Regions from separate parts of the Sus scrofa genome. Here all the other regions are linked to region 3. A link is a contact called in public Hi-C data. All regions are on one chromosome and are shown on one strand. The core of a region is the stretch at or near the end of the contact, and the rest is flanking DNA. Distances in the headings are between cores, read along the strand shown. Region 1 holds the start of STK17A (serine/threonine-protein kinase 17A). Region 2 holds the start of LOC100516527 (cytochrome c oxidase assembly factor 1 homolog). Region 3 holds the start of MRPL32 (39S ribosomal protein L32, mitochondrial).

The links. A called contact is a pair of places that touch in the nucleus more often than the background predicts.
Region 1: a contact with region 3 is called in a Hi-C map of liver, with 6 times the contacts expected there. The contact joins the promoter of STK17A here to the promoter of MRPL32 in region 3. A contact is called at or near these places in 3 of 5 promoter capture datasets (fetal liver, fetal skeletal muscle and liver), 8 of 47 Hi-C or Micro-C datasets (embryonic fibroblasts, heart right ventricle, liver and 4 more) and 2 of 2 datasets of contacts at active chromatin or transcription factors (alveolar macrophages and skeletal muscle).
Region 2: a Hi-C map of brain shows a contact between it and region 3, with 11 times the contacts expected there. The contact joins the promoter of LOC100516527 here to the promoter of MRPL32 in region 3. A contact is called at or near these places in 3 of 5 promoter capture datasets (fetal liver, fetal skeletal muscle and liver), 23 of 47 Hi-C or Micro-C datasets (blood, brain, embryonic fibroblasts and 14 more) and 2 of 2 datasets of contacts at active chromatin or transcription factors (alveolar macrophages and skeletal muscle).

Annotation. Positions count from the first base shown.
Region 1 is chr18:51,360,359-51,364,242 of Sscrofa11.1, reverse strand. It overlaps STK17A (serine/threonine-protein kinase 17A), which reads left to right and starts at 2,062. Exons shown (of 7, transcript XM_021078536.1): 1 at 2,062-2,389. The coding sequence starts at 2,190.
Region 2 is chr18:51,219,242-51,223,145 of Sscrofa11.1, reverse strand. It overlaps LOC100516527 (cytochrome c oxidase assembly factor 1 homolog), which reads right to left and starts at 2,387. Exons shown (of 6, transcript XM_021079234.1): 1 at 2,167-2,387.
Region 3 is chr18:51,907,883-51,912,277 of Sscrofa11.1, reverse strand. MRPL32 (39S ribosomal protein L32, mitochondrial) reads left to right here and starts at 2,987. Exons shown (of 3, transcript XM_021079164.1): 1 at 2,987-3,155. The coding sequence starts at 3,026. PSMA2 (proteasome subunit alpha type-2) reads right to left here and starts at 2,879. Exons shown (of 8, transcript XM_003360207.5): 1 at 2,749-2,879. The coding sequence starts at 2,789.

The sequences.
Region 1 (3,884 bases), core at 813-3,312, 550 kb after region 3:
TATGCTGAAATTCTCTTATTTAATTTCTAGAATAAACAGAATTATTTAAAAATCTATCAAATCTCTCCAGAAAATTTGAATCTCCTGCTTGCTTGATTCTGTTTTCTTTTTTTCTTAAAGATAATTATTTTTGTGTGCCCCCTATAAGTGCTAGATTAAATGCCAGACATTGTACATGAAATATTGTGCAGATGAGGCGCGGCTCTGGATGGTGGTGTTTTTCTCCAGAGGGGATTTGCTCTTGCATTTCAAAGCCGTTCCTCTGTCCTTATGAGGACCGGTCTAGTTCCCTTTTACCAATGCTCCTAGGGTGCATCACATTCAACTGAATCTAGAATTTTTACCAGGCCCTTCTCCTTAATAGGTCCTAAACTCCAGTTTTTTTGTCTCCTCAGCCCAGTGAGAAGCCTGAAGCCCTGCTTATATTTCTGCCTTTTCAGTTACTGCTTGGAATCACCAAATGCCTCGTGGGATGGTGGTGCCATTCTGGCTGCCCTTCTTTCCAGGATTTTAGTCATCCAAGTTGTTGCTGCTTTTGAAGCTCTCTTCTGCTTCGAGCAGAGGATTGTTTGTTTTCATAATTTACCCATTTTTTTCTCAGTAAGAGAGGTGATCACAAGTAGACTAGCTCAGCATTACCAGAAGCAAACCTCTTATTGGCACGCTTTGAGCAGAGCAGTGAGGTGATCTGATTTAGATTTTTATTTATTTATTCATTTATTTATTTATTTATTTTGTCTTTTTGCTATTTCTTGGGCCGCTCCCGAGGCATATGGAGGTTCCCAGGCTAGGGGTCTAATCGGAGCTGCAGCCACGGGCCTACGCCAGAGCCACAGCAACGCGGGATCCGAGCTGCATCTGCAACCTACACCACAGCTCACGGCAACGCCGGATCGTTAACCCACTGAGCAAGGGCAGGGACCGAACCCGAAACCTCATGGTTCCTAGTCGGATTCGTTAACCACTGCGCCACGACAGGAACTCCTGATTTAGATTTTTAAAAGGTCATTCTGATTGCCTTGAAACTAAACTATATGGAACTGGGGAGGAGGAAGTATGGAAGCAGGTAATCCAGTTAACAAGCTCTCACAATAATCCAGACGAGAGGTAATGCTAATTGCAGTAATGTGGAAATGGAAAGATGTGATCTGATGTATTTTGAATGTATTTCAAAATATATTCTGGATGTATTTTGAAGGCAAAGGCAAGAGGAATTACTAACAAGTTGAATGAGGGGTATGAGAGAAACAAGGTTTTTGGCCTGAATCTCTGGAAGGATGGAGCTGCTGTTTACCGAGGAAGGGAAACTGGCTGGGGAAACAGCGCATTTGCGAAGGACGATCAGGAGCTGCCTTTTGCTTGTTAAGTCTGAGATTCTAATTTGCCATCTAACTGGTGATGCTAGGTGTATACTTGAATACATGAGTCTGAAGTTCAGAGAATGGTTGGAAGCTGGAGCTACAAATTTTGTAGTCATGAGCATACGGTTGTAATTAAAGCCACAAGACCGGAAAAGAGCACCTTGGAAGTTAAATATAGAAGACCACAGTCAGTATAATAGCGCCTATTTCATGGGACTCGTGTAAGGGCTTAAAATATTTACTCAACTCTTGCCTCTTCATGCTCCTCCTCAACTTAAGCAGGAGCCCGCTGCCCGGGGCTACTTCCACGCAGCCCTGCTTCCAGCAGCCCTGATCTGAGTGGTAGTCCTCACTCTACCAAGGTAAGGCGGGGTGAAGCTCTGGCAGGCAGCTCTTTGCCTTGCATTCACCTGATCTGAACTAAGATGATCCGCAGGTGCGTGACCGGCTGACGCAGCGGGTCCTCCAGCCAGAAGGGTGGTGCTGTTGGTCGCCTCTAGACTGCGGCGTCCGGCGCGAGGCCCCTCGCCAGGCGCCAGGCTGCACCTTCTCCCCCTCGGCTGCAGAGGGCGCGCGTAAGGCACATGGCGCTCTGGACCGCCCTCGGGGGCGGGGGCGGGGCCGGATGCGGGGGCGGGGCCGGGCGCGGGGCGGGGCCGGGCGCCGGCGGGGCCGGACCGCGGGGAGCCGGCCCTCCCAGTCCGAGCGCGGCGCGGAGGAGAGCGGTTGCTTCTCTCCGACCGGCTGGAGGCTGCTGGAGGCGGGGCCGTTACCCGCCGGCAGCTCGGAGCGAGCCGGGCGGCCAGAAAGCCGGCGCGCCCGAGCGCCATGATTCCTCTGGAGAAGCCGGGCAGCGGCGACTCCTCCCCGGCCGCCGCCTCCGGCTCGGGCCGGGCCAGCCGGGGACCGAGCACGCCGCGCCGGCCGCCGCCGCCGGCCCGCGGGCTGCTGACGGAGATCCGCACCGCCGTGCGCACCGAGCCCTTCCAGGACAGCTACAGCCTGAGCCCGGGCCGGGAGCTGGGCAGGTGAGGCCGGGCGGCCGCGCGGGCGGGGCGCAGATGAGAGCGGGAGGCCGGCGGGCGCGGCGGGACCGGGCGCCGACCTGAGTGCGGGCGGCGATTAGGCGGCGGGGCCCCCCGCCCCGGCCGCCCGGCCGCCCGGCCGCGCGTCGCCGGAGTGCGCTGTGCACTTGGTAGCGGCCCGAGAAAGGCTCCCACGCGGGTCGCCGAGAACCTCCCAGCCTCTGCTCGGGGCCTTCCAGCCTCTGCGGTCCTTTGTGCGGTTAACCGAACGAGACGGCGTGGGAACCGCGCTGCGCGCCTCTGCCCGCGGCGTCGGAGCCGAGGGGTAGCGTCAGCTCTGGTTTCGCCCTGCAGCTCTTGTGGGTTCCGGCTGCTCCCTCTGTGGCTGCGGCAGAGAAGATGAAACCGAGCGTGACAGCTTCCTCTGCACCAGCGCTGGGTGCACTTCTGTCTGCCGCCTTCTGCTGACTTGGTTTTCGGTTCCGTGGGGCTCTTCTGTTCTCGTTCTGAAACATTTAGGTCCCTGCCCCTTAAGTCCAGATGGGCTTCCCTCCTAAGCTCTGGGCTCTGGTCTGAATTTTCCCGCGGTCAGCCGGCCCCTGGCCTTCTCTTCTCCACCCGACTCTTGTAAGGGCGTAGGGGTGGGGGCTTACAACTTGGCCTGTTTCTAAAATTGCAAAAGGTGAAGGCTGTTTGAATCCTCTACATCTGGGACGTTGAAGAGGGATGATTAGAGTCATGGGGGCTTGGGGACTGACCCCCCTTTTTCCTTGAGGACAATTTGGAGAAGTTATCAAAAGCCCTGGCTTTGGAGTCAGACCCGAGCTCCGAGTCCCCCTCTGCTGTTGCGCGTTTCTCATCCGTAAAATCCGCATCGTGACAGCACCTCTCTCACCGGGGTGTTGTTAAGATGCGGAGTCTGTCAAGTGCAAGCCCCAGGGCCTGGCACATGGCATTTGGTAAGTGTTAGCAGCTGTTGCAGGTGTTTGTCATGGTTGCAGCATCGCACCATGGTGTAGTGGGCAAAGGGCCTGGCAGTTATGACAGCCTCCTTCTGGGGTCTTAGAAAAACAGGGTCCATAATATCCGCTACAATGTTAAAAAAAATAATAATAATAATAAAAGTGCCTTACAAGCATGAAGGTAACTTTTAGAAATAGTTTTGGCAGCGATACCTACCCCAGAAGTATCTTATTTATTCCAAATGTTAAAAGGACACATATTTTTCAGGGATAAGATTTTCTTCACTCTCCTGGGCACCAATTAACTGGATCTGCACAAACTGTAGGTGTGACAAAAGATGACATGGACAGCTACGGACTCATCTAGGTTTTCTAATTGGTCAGAATTCCAGACATTCTAAAGGAACCCTGATTTCTTGAAGGAAAACTAGGACTTTCCATTGTTTGAGTTGTCTGACTTCATACCAGAAAACAAAAACGTCTTACAAAACTGAAATGTCTTCAGGTGGCGAGCACCATCTTGAAGACTTTGTAAT
Region 2 (3,904 bases), core at 1,138-3,637, 690 kb after region 3:
ATGATATGAACAGACATTTCTCCAAAGAAGACACAGAAATGGCCAGCAGCACATGAAAAGATGCTCAACATCGTTAACCACCAGGAAAATGCAAATCAAAATTGCAACAAGATACCAATTCCTACCCACCAGGACGGCTAGAACTGAAAACACAAAACCAAAGAACAGATAATGACAAGTATTGGCAAGGACCTGAAAAAGTCAGAGAAGATTCATACACTGCTGACAGGAACATAAAACAGTGCAGCTCCTTTAAAAACCAGTTTGGAAGTTCCTTAAAATGTTAAACACAGAGTTACCATGAGACCCAGCAATTCCCTTAGCTATATACCAAGAGAAATTAAATCATGATGATGACACAAAAACTTGTACACATAAATGTTCACAGCAGCGTTATTCATAACAGCCAGAACAACCCAAATGTCCATAACTGACCAATGGATAAATGGTGGTATATCCATACAATGAAATATTACCTAGCAATAAAAAAGGAATGAAGTGCTGATACATGCTATAACATGGATGAACATGATTGTTAAAAGTGAAAAAAGACAATCAAGAAAGACCACATAGTTTACAATTTCATTGTATGAAATGTTCAGAATAGGCAAATATATACACCCAGTAGATCAGTAGCCCCTTAGGGCTAAGAGTGGGGAGGAGTGGGAGTGAGTAAGGAGGAAATCATGAGACTGCTAATGGGCACAGGGCTTGTTCTGGGGGTGATAAAAACTTTTCAAAATTGATCGTGGTATTGCTTGTACAAATTTGTGAATGCACGAAAAACCAAAGTATATTGTAAAGTTCTAGGTATGTGACCTATATCTCAATCTGGTTTGTTTTTTTGTTTTTCCCCAAAAAGACTGTAGCTTGGGGAGTTCTCATTGTGGCACAGCAGAAATGAATCCGACTAGTATCCATGAGGATGCAGGTTGGATCCTTGGCCTCGATCAGTGGGTCGGGATCTGGCATTGCCAGGAGCTGTGGTACAAGTCACAGATGCAGCTCAGATATGGTGTTGCTGTGGCTATGGCGTAGTCTGGCAGCTGTAGCTTGGATTCAACCCCTAGTCTGGGAACTTTCATATGCCACACTTTCGGCCCTAAAAAGCAAAAAAAGAAAAAGCAAAAAAAAAAAAAAAAAGACTGGATTGGGGTGTGCTTTTGTTTTTTTTTCCCATTATATCCTCAGCTCCTAAAACAGTGCCTGGCAATATCAGGGTTCAATAAATTCTGACTGAATAGAAAAATAAATTTCCAAATGTGGGTAAATCATTATAAAACTGTCATATCCAAAGAGACGAAATGACTGCAGGTTGGCATGCGGCGGGGGTGGTATACAGGGTGTTTGTGTGTTTGGTGAAAGGAGATAAGACCGAAAAATTCATCAGAAGCAAGGCCCTGCAGGGTCTTGAAGCCAGCCTAAGGAATTTCTATTATCCTCAATCAATGGGGAGGCCAGTAAGACTTTAAGCAGAGGATGAACACAGATCTGTGTTTTAAATGTATAAAGTCTAAGTAAAGAGTTGCTATTTTTAATAAAAGGGAAGCGGAGCAGTACTCAGGTGAGAATGAGGAGGAATTAGGGGAAGACGGAAAAAAAAAAAAAAGGAAATTTCAAAATATAAGAATCTTTGTGAATTTTAAAATTCCTCTCTCTCACACACACATACATACACACACACCTGAAACTCACTTACACTGAAACTCACTTCTATGGTCAGCCCCCGTGTGGGGCTCAAACGTGACGGGGCCAAAAGGTATTATGACCACTGAGCCAAACAGCTCTTTTCTACAGCCATCTAGGCAGGGTCCTCCTCTGGCTGCTGCAAACTGGGGCCACGGACAAAGGGCCCAGGTCCACTTCTTTACAAATGTGCTCCCGGGAACGCTCAACGAAACCCCAGGGCAAGACCACGGTGAGACACACAGGAGGGGGCACCTTACAGCGTCGCGAGGAGCTGAGCCCACCAGGGCCCCGCAGGTGCCAACCTTGCAACGGAGGGAGGTCGAGGCCGGTGACAACCCGGAGGTGACCCCGGAGGGGACTCCCCTGGCCACAGCCCACCCGGGACGCGGTCGCGGCCCCCGGCGCTGCAGGAACACCCACTCCTGGGGCGGCCGAGACCCGACTCCCTCCGCGGGCAGTGCCAGCCTCCCGGCTTACCACGCCGCCGCGGAGAGCGGGAGGGCTCCTCCCGGACGTCCGGTGGGAGCCGCGGGGCGGGGGGAGCGCGGAGGCCGGCGGGCGGCCCCGCCCCGCGGAGAGCAGTCGAGACTTCCGGCGTCGCCTCCCCGTGGGCTAGAGCGTCGGGACGAGCCCGCCGCTGGCGGACCCCGGACCCGGGCGAGCGAGGTGCAGGTTGGTGCCTGGCGTCTCTGCAGGTGGACCCGCGCCGGGAGGGGACTTGTCTCCTCAGATCCCCGCTTTTTGTTTTCTGCGCGCCATGAGCCCTCAACACACATTCAGTCCCGCAGTGGCTGCCGAGGAAATTTAAACCTCTGGTTCACGTTGCTCCTCGCAGGGATCGGCGCTTGGGTTCACATCCAAGGATGCAGAACCACGGGCCATCTGAGCCCCATTCTAGCCCTCAAGTCCATCTTGCCCCATTTGGCGGAGAAATTTGGCAAAAAAATTTTTTTTAATTCACCAAATATTTATGAACTGCTTACTGTGCTCCAGGGAATGCAGTGCTAAGAAAAAAATGTAGTGGTCTTTGCTCTCGGATTTTAGTAGTACGATAATAATAATTTACTTAATAGATTTCTCATAAGGATGGATATATAGTTTTTGTTTTTTGCTTTTTAGGCCCACACACATGGACATCCCCAGGCTAGGGGTGGAACTGGAGCTGCAGCTGCCGGTCTACACCACAGCCACAGCAAGGCCGGATCCAAGCCTCCTCTGTGGCCGACACCACAGCTCAAGGCAATGCCAGATCCATAACCCACTAAGCCAGGCCAAGGATGGAACCCACATCCTCATGGATACTAGTCGGGTTCATTACCACTGAGCCCCAACGGGAACTCCTCTTATCACAATATAAACCACTCAGAATAGTCTGGCATTTTGTTAAAGTGTTCAATAAAGGCCAGTTACCTTATTTTCATCTTGACCATTCCATTGTCCTCACTGCTATGCATGATTACTTTTTTAACGTTAAGCGTGAAGTCCCAGTGTTACCCGCCTGAGTCCCTAGACTCTAATCAACAGAAATTGCTAAGAGGCCAAAAATTCCAAGCAAGACTATAAGGAAAATAAGAAACAGGTGCCCTTGCTCGCTGTTTGAGTCCTTAAATGAGTTAACAAGAGAGGCCCCGTCCATGAATTGAGCAGGAGGCATAGCTGAAATGGTCTGCCCACTTCTTTGGTGGTACTTTGTGCAGGGATCATGTGCAGTCCACTGCTTTTGGTCCTGGCACCCCTGAACCAGTAGTTGGGCTTTGGCCTCTTTATATCTTTTGGTTCATAATTGCCCCCAACTGCCACATGCATGCAATTATTTTTAGTCCCTTATAGTTTTCTTCCTGGTCTTGGAAGAGTTATTTGTTCAGGTGCAAGCACTCTGGTAAAGGGTCCCAGGTTCCAGTCTACCACCCAAGTACCTTTCCTCCACAAAGCAGTGAGTCTCAGGTGAGTCACCTAGATTTGATGTGTTCCATAACCAGACTAATTAAGGGCAGTCTAAAGCAATGGTCTTCAAACTCTTGATCACATTCCCATCAGAAAAGAAAATTTGACTATAAACATATACTATGTATGATATAGATACATATTATGCATGCTATAAAAACTTCCGCAAGAAATAGAACCTTTAAAAGGTGAGATAAAAAATACTAATTTATGCATTTTCTTCCCATGCAACAAATAGGTTGCCATACATACATTCCATCACTTTGGAATC
Region 3 (4,395 bases), core at 1,738-4,237:
ACAGCTAGTCTACTACCAGTCTATCTCCAGTCTACTACCGCAAAGATGGTCTTGAATTTCAGAAGGTCATCTGTTTCATCTTCATAAAATTATAGATACTCTGTCACTCAACTCACACCATCCCACCTTGCTCCAGATACACAACTACTCTTAGAAATAAAAAAACTCTTGGACAAGCTAATCCCACTGTCTGCAGTGCACTTCATCATTATCTGGTGGACTCTTTCTGGCCATCCTTAGAAACGCCCGTCCTCAGGGAAGCTGCCCTAACCACTCAGATCAGGCTGAATCCCATGCACTCAGACCTGTAATGTCTCATGCTTCCTCTCTGGCTAAGATTCATCATCCTTCAATTATTTTTGCACTACTTATAAAGCATAAGCTCGGTTCAGTCAGTTCTTCAGCACATAACCTAGGACCCGGAGTCCACAATCATTTGACTAACAGACAGACACTCATCTAGACCTCTTTAGGGAATAAGCCTAGGGCCAGCAGTTTAAAAACTATTAAAGGACAAAATTAGGTGACCTGAGCAGAATAACACTGATAAACATTTAAATCTTTAAAATTAAACTGTTCTTGTTTCCCCTTTAATGGTCATTATTTTAATAATCATATCATGACCTTCTGGGCCCATCCAGCTTTCAGTTATTCTTCAATACCGAATTTAAATACTTCTGGGGACATTTTAAAAGATTAGGTAAATTTAAAGTTACCTTTTCTTCTGTTGCCGTAATCACACATACACACTCACTGAGCTACTCAACCAACTTTGTATTCAATCAGGCCAGTATTCGGCTCCAAAGCACAGGGATAACTGAAGAAGCCTTCTAACTAGTTTTCCTCTTTTCTACTCTTACTTCCATACCCCTAGCCAGTTATCTTTGTACTGTGTCACCCCCTCTCTCTCCACTTAAATCCTGTAATAATTTCTTGGTTCACTTACAATAAAAACTCCTACAGGGCCCTGGAAGATGGCCCCTGCCCCATGCTGCCTCCCTGCTCACTCTTAACTCACTGGCCTTATATGAATTTAAGAGTTCAAGCTCAGCACTTTCATACATGCTTTTTCCCTCTGTCTACAATTCACTCTACCCCTAAATCTTCAAATAGTTGGCTCCCTTTCATCTTCCAGTGCCCAAAATCAGCCCCAACACTGGCCTTCCCAGACTATCCAATCTAAAGTTATGTTTCTTCTTTCTGCTTCTCTTGATAAAAATTCCTAAGTCGGGAAAAAACATTCTTCAGAGTGCATTAGTAGGTACCAATTTGTTTACTCGCTTATTATCAATATCCCCAACTCAATGTAATCTTCAAAAACACCCCTGCAGCCTATAGTTCAGTCTCTGGTCACTTCCATCATTAATAGTCTAATACGGTATTACAACCGGCTAGAAACAAATGTTTTAACTAAAACAGAACTGCACCGTCATGTTAAAGAACAAGAGTGTATTTTAATAAAGAAACTTATCATAGAAAGATTCAGCCCCTGATAACGAACGGCTGTTTTATGTTTCAGCTCCCCTAGGATCACTCTTCGTTACAGATAAAAGTCCAGGTTTGTTCTGCTCATGAATATGAACAGTGACTACTTGGCAAATACTGTTTTCTATCTCTGTATATGATAAGATCTTTTATTAAAAAGAAGGTGTTTCAGTATTTTAAGAAGACATCATACAATAATGTAAAGTATTAATTTTGTCGTCAGAAAAAAACTCGGCTGGAACGTTAACTCAGCTATTCATCTATGACCACTGGACGAGTTATTTAATTGGTCTGAGCGGTGGTAATTAGCTCATCTGTAAAGCGCTGCGATAACATTTACCACACATGGAGGCAGAAAGAGATGCAGTAAGCTGCACCCACATAAAGTACTCAACAAGTTAGACCTCGCCTGCTTTCAGCAGTCAAAATAAGAATATATGTTAAACGAGGCATCACTGATCTATAGGAAAATGATCAAACTGAACCATTCCCCCGCTCGATTATTAAATCTTTCAATGATGATTTTCTTACACTGGAAATGATGACAATTCATTTCAAATTTATTTTGAAAAATATACTTATATATTTACTCTAAAAAAGGCCTACAACCTTTCTACAAACAAACAAAAAATCCCCCTCCCAATACAACAGCCAAAAAGCGCAAATGCAGCCGAGGAGTTTGGAGTCCTCAAACCAGGGGGCAGAAAGATTACCGCTTTCATTTTCAGTCCTTAAACTTCCGGTGGGAGCACCAAGGAAACCGAAAGCGGGAAGAGCTTTCGAAAGACATTAATGCCAAATGCAGTCTAAGACTCGGACCAAACTGGAAAGTTGGCCTTTCCGAGAAAAGGAACCCCATAGATTTGACCAAGATTCCGCGCTCCGGAAGCTCCCGAAATCAGGCCTACTTGGGTAAAAAAAACCAAAACTGTGAGTTCTGAACGGGACACTCAGAGACAGCGAACCCAAAGCTGCCTTTTCTAGTGCCCAAAGCCAAAGAAAACACCTCGGTGAGGGCCTCCACCTCCCGCAGCGCCAAGGTCGCCCGGGATCCCCGGACTCGCGTCCCCACAGCCCCCCGACACCAATGCTCCCCAGGCCGCGGGAGGGCCCCGCAAATGACTTTGCAAAGTCGCATTTCCACCCCCAAGCCCTCCTGGGCCTTCTGAAAGCACCAGGCCAGAGACCAGGATGGGAAAAACCGGGTCGGCTGAGCTCCTGCAACCTCAGCTACATGGAGGACCTCGGAGACCCCTTCCCTACCTGAATGTAGTCAGCGAAAAGCTGTAACCACGCTCCGCCATCTTTACCCGAAGATCCAAGGCACAGCCGCACACATGCGCACTGAAGCCCGTTTCTTCTCATTTCCCCTCCCCGCGCCTTCCTTTCTCTCTCTCTGATTGGAGAAGAATCAGAGCCGCTCCAGAGGCATGCTGGGCATTGTAGTTCTAAACGAGACGTTGGCCGACTCTGATCTGTGCGCATGCTCGAGGTAGGGGTGGGCCCCCGGCCCGATGGGCGTGGTTTTTGGGCGAGCAACATGGCGTCCGCCATGCTGGTGCTGGTGGTTCCGCCGTGGCCCGCAGCCCGGGGACTTCTCCGGAATTGGTGGGAACAACTGCAACGGAAGCTTCAGCACAACCGGCTAGGCCTTCCCCTTCATCCTTGGGGTAGGTAAAGAAAACCTCCGTGGAGAGCGGTTTGGGCCCGGGGACCCCAGGCATGGTTGTGGACCCCGCTCCTGCTCTGCCCTCCTCCCGCGGTCTGATCTCCCGCAGAGCGTAGAGGACATTGTCCTGGACCTTCATTTACTTAGAAGCAAGAGACAGCAATTTTTGCTCCCCAGTCCCCTGCAAAAAAGGAAAAAGGCCCTGCACTTGTCCCATTCGTGCCTAGGGGCTGAAGGGCATTAGCTTGGCACCACGCCGAGCTGCTGTTTCGATCCTCTTGTCTTTCCTTTCGTTCCACTTCCTAAAGCAATTTGCCTTCCGGTGTTTGAGCTCTGTGCAGTTGAATCCTGATCCTCTGTTTCCCATGGCAACTAAGTTTTGCTTTTTAGGGCCTCAGCCCCAGGCGTACGGAAGTTCCCAGGCTAGGGGTCAAATCGGAGCTACCGCTTCGGGCCTGCGCCACAGCCACAGCAATGCTGGATCCCAGCCGCATCTGGGACCTACACCACAGCTCACTGCAGTGCTGGATTTTGACCCACTGAGCGAGGCCAGGGATTGAACCCACATCCTCATGGATATTAGTCGGATTCATGTCTGCAGCCCCAAGACGGGAACTCCCAACAGAAACTACTTTTAAATGGAAGCATCTTGGATGTCATTGATTCCACATTTACATTCTCCTCGATTTTGAAGGTATCCAGAACATGGAAGTGATAATACCCAGGTAGTATGTCAAAATTTATATGTGCTTCCTGGGATAAATCTCCACAACTGTCCCATTAGGTGTCTGCACTTTTCTACAGATGTAGGCTCAGAAGGGAACCAAAGTGACACAGGCCGTCCAGAGCCTGTGCTCTTAACCACTTGTCTGGGCTTAGCAATACTTTTAGATAAACTGAAAAGGAATACCAGTTGTTAAGTGTTAGACATCTTTGTATACTTTTAAAAGTTTCTAAGATCAAGAAGTATTTTAGGTCTGAAGAATTTAGCCAGGAGAGGGTGAAGGAATCTCTTTGGTTTTATAAACAATTTAGAAAAACAAGAGTGAAACGTTGGGGATCACCTAAATAATTAATATCTTACAAAGAATGAGGAGCTAGTTCTTTTCCTTGGAGAATTGACATGGATCAAGATTAAATATCATGAAGAGCTAAGTGACTTAAAGTGTCTGCCAGGACAGAGGCGCTAACGCAGTTTGAATCTAATAAAGGACCAGTCAACATTTATCTCAGGGCCAGTG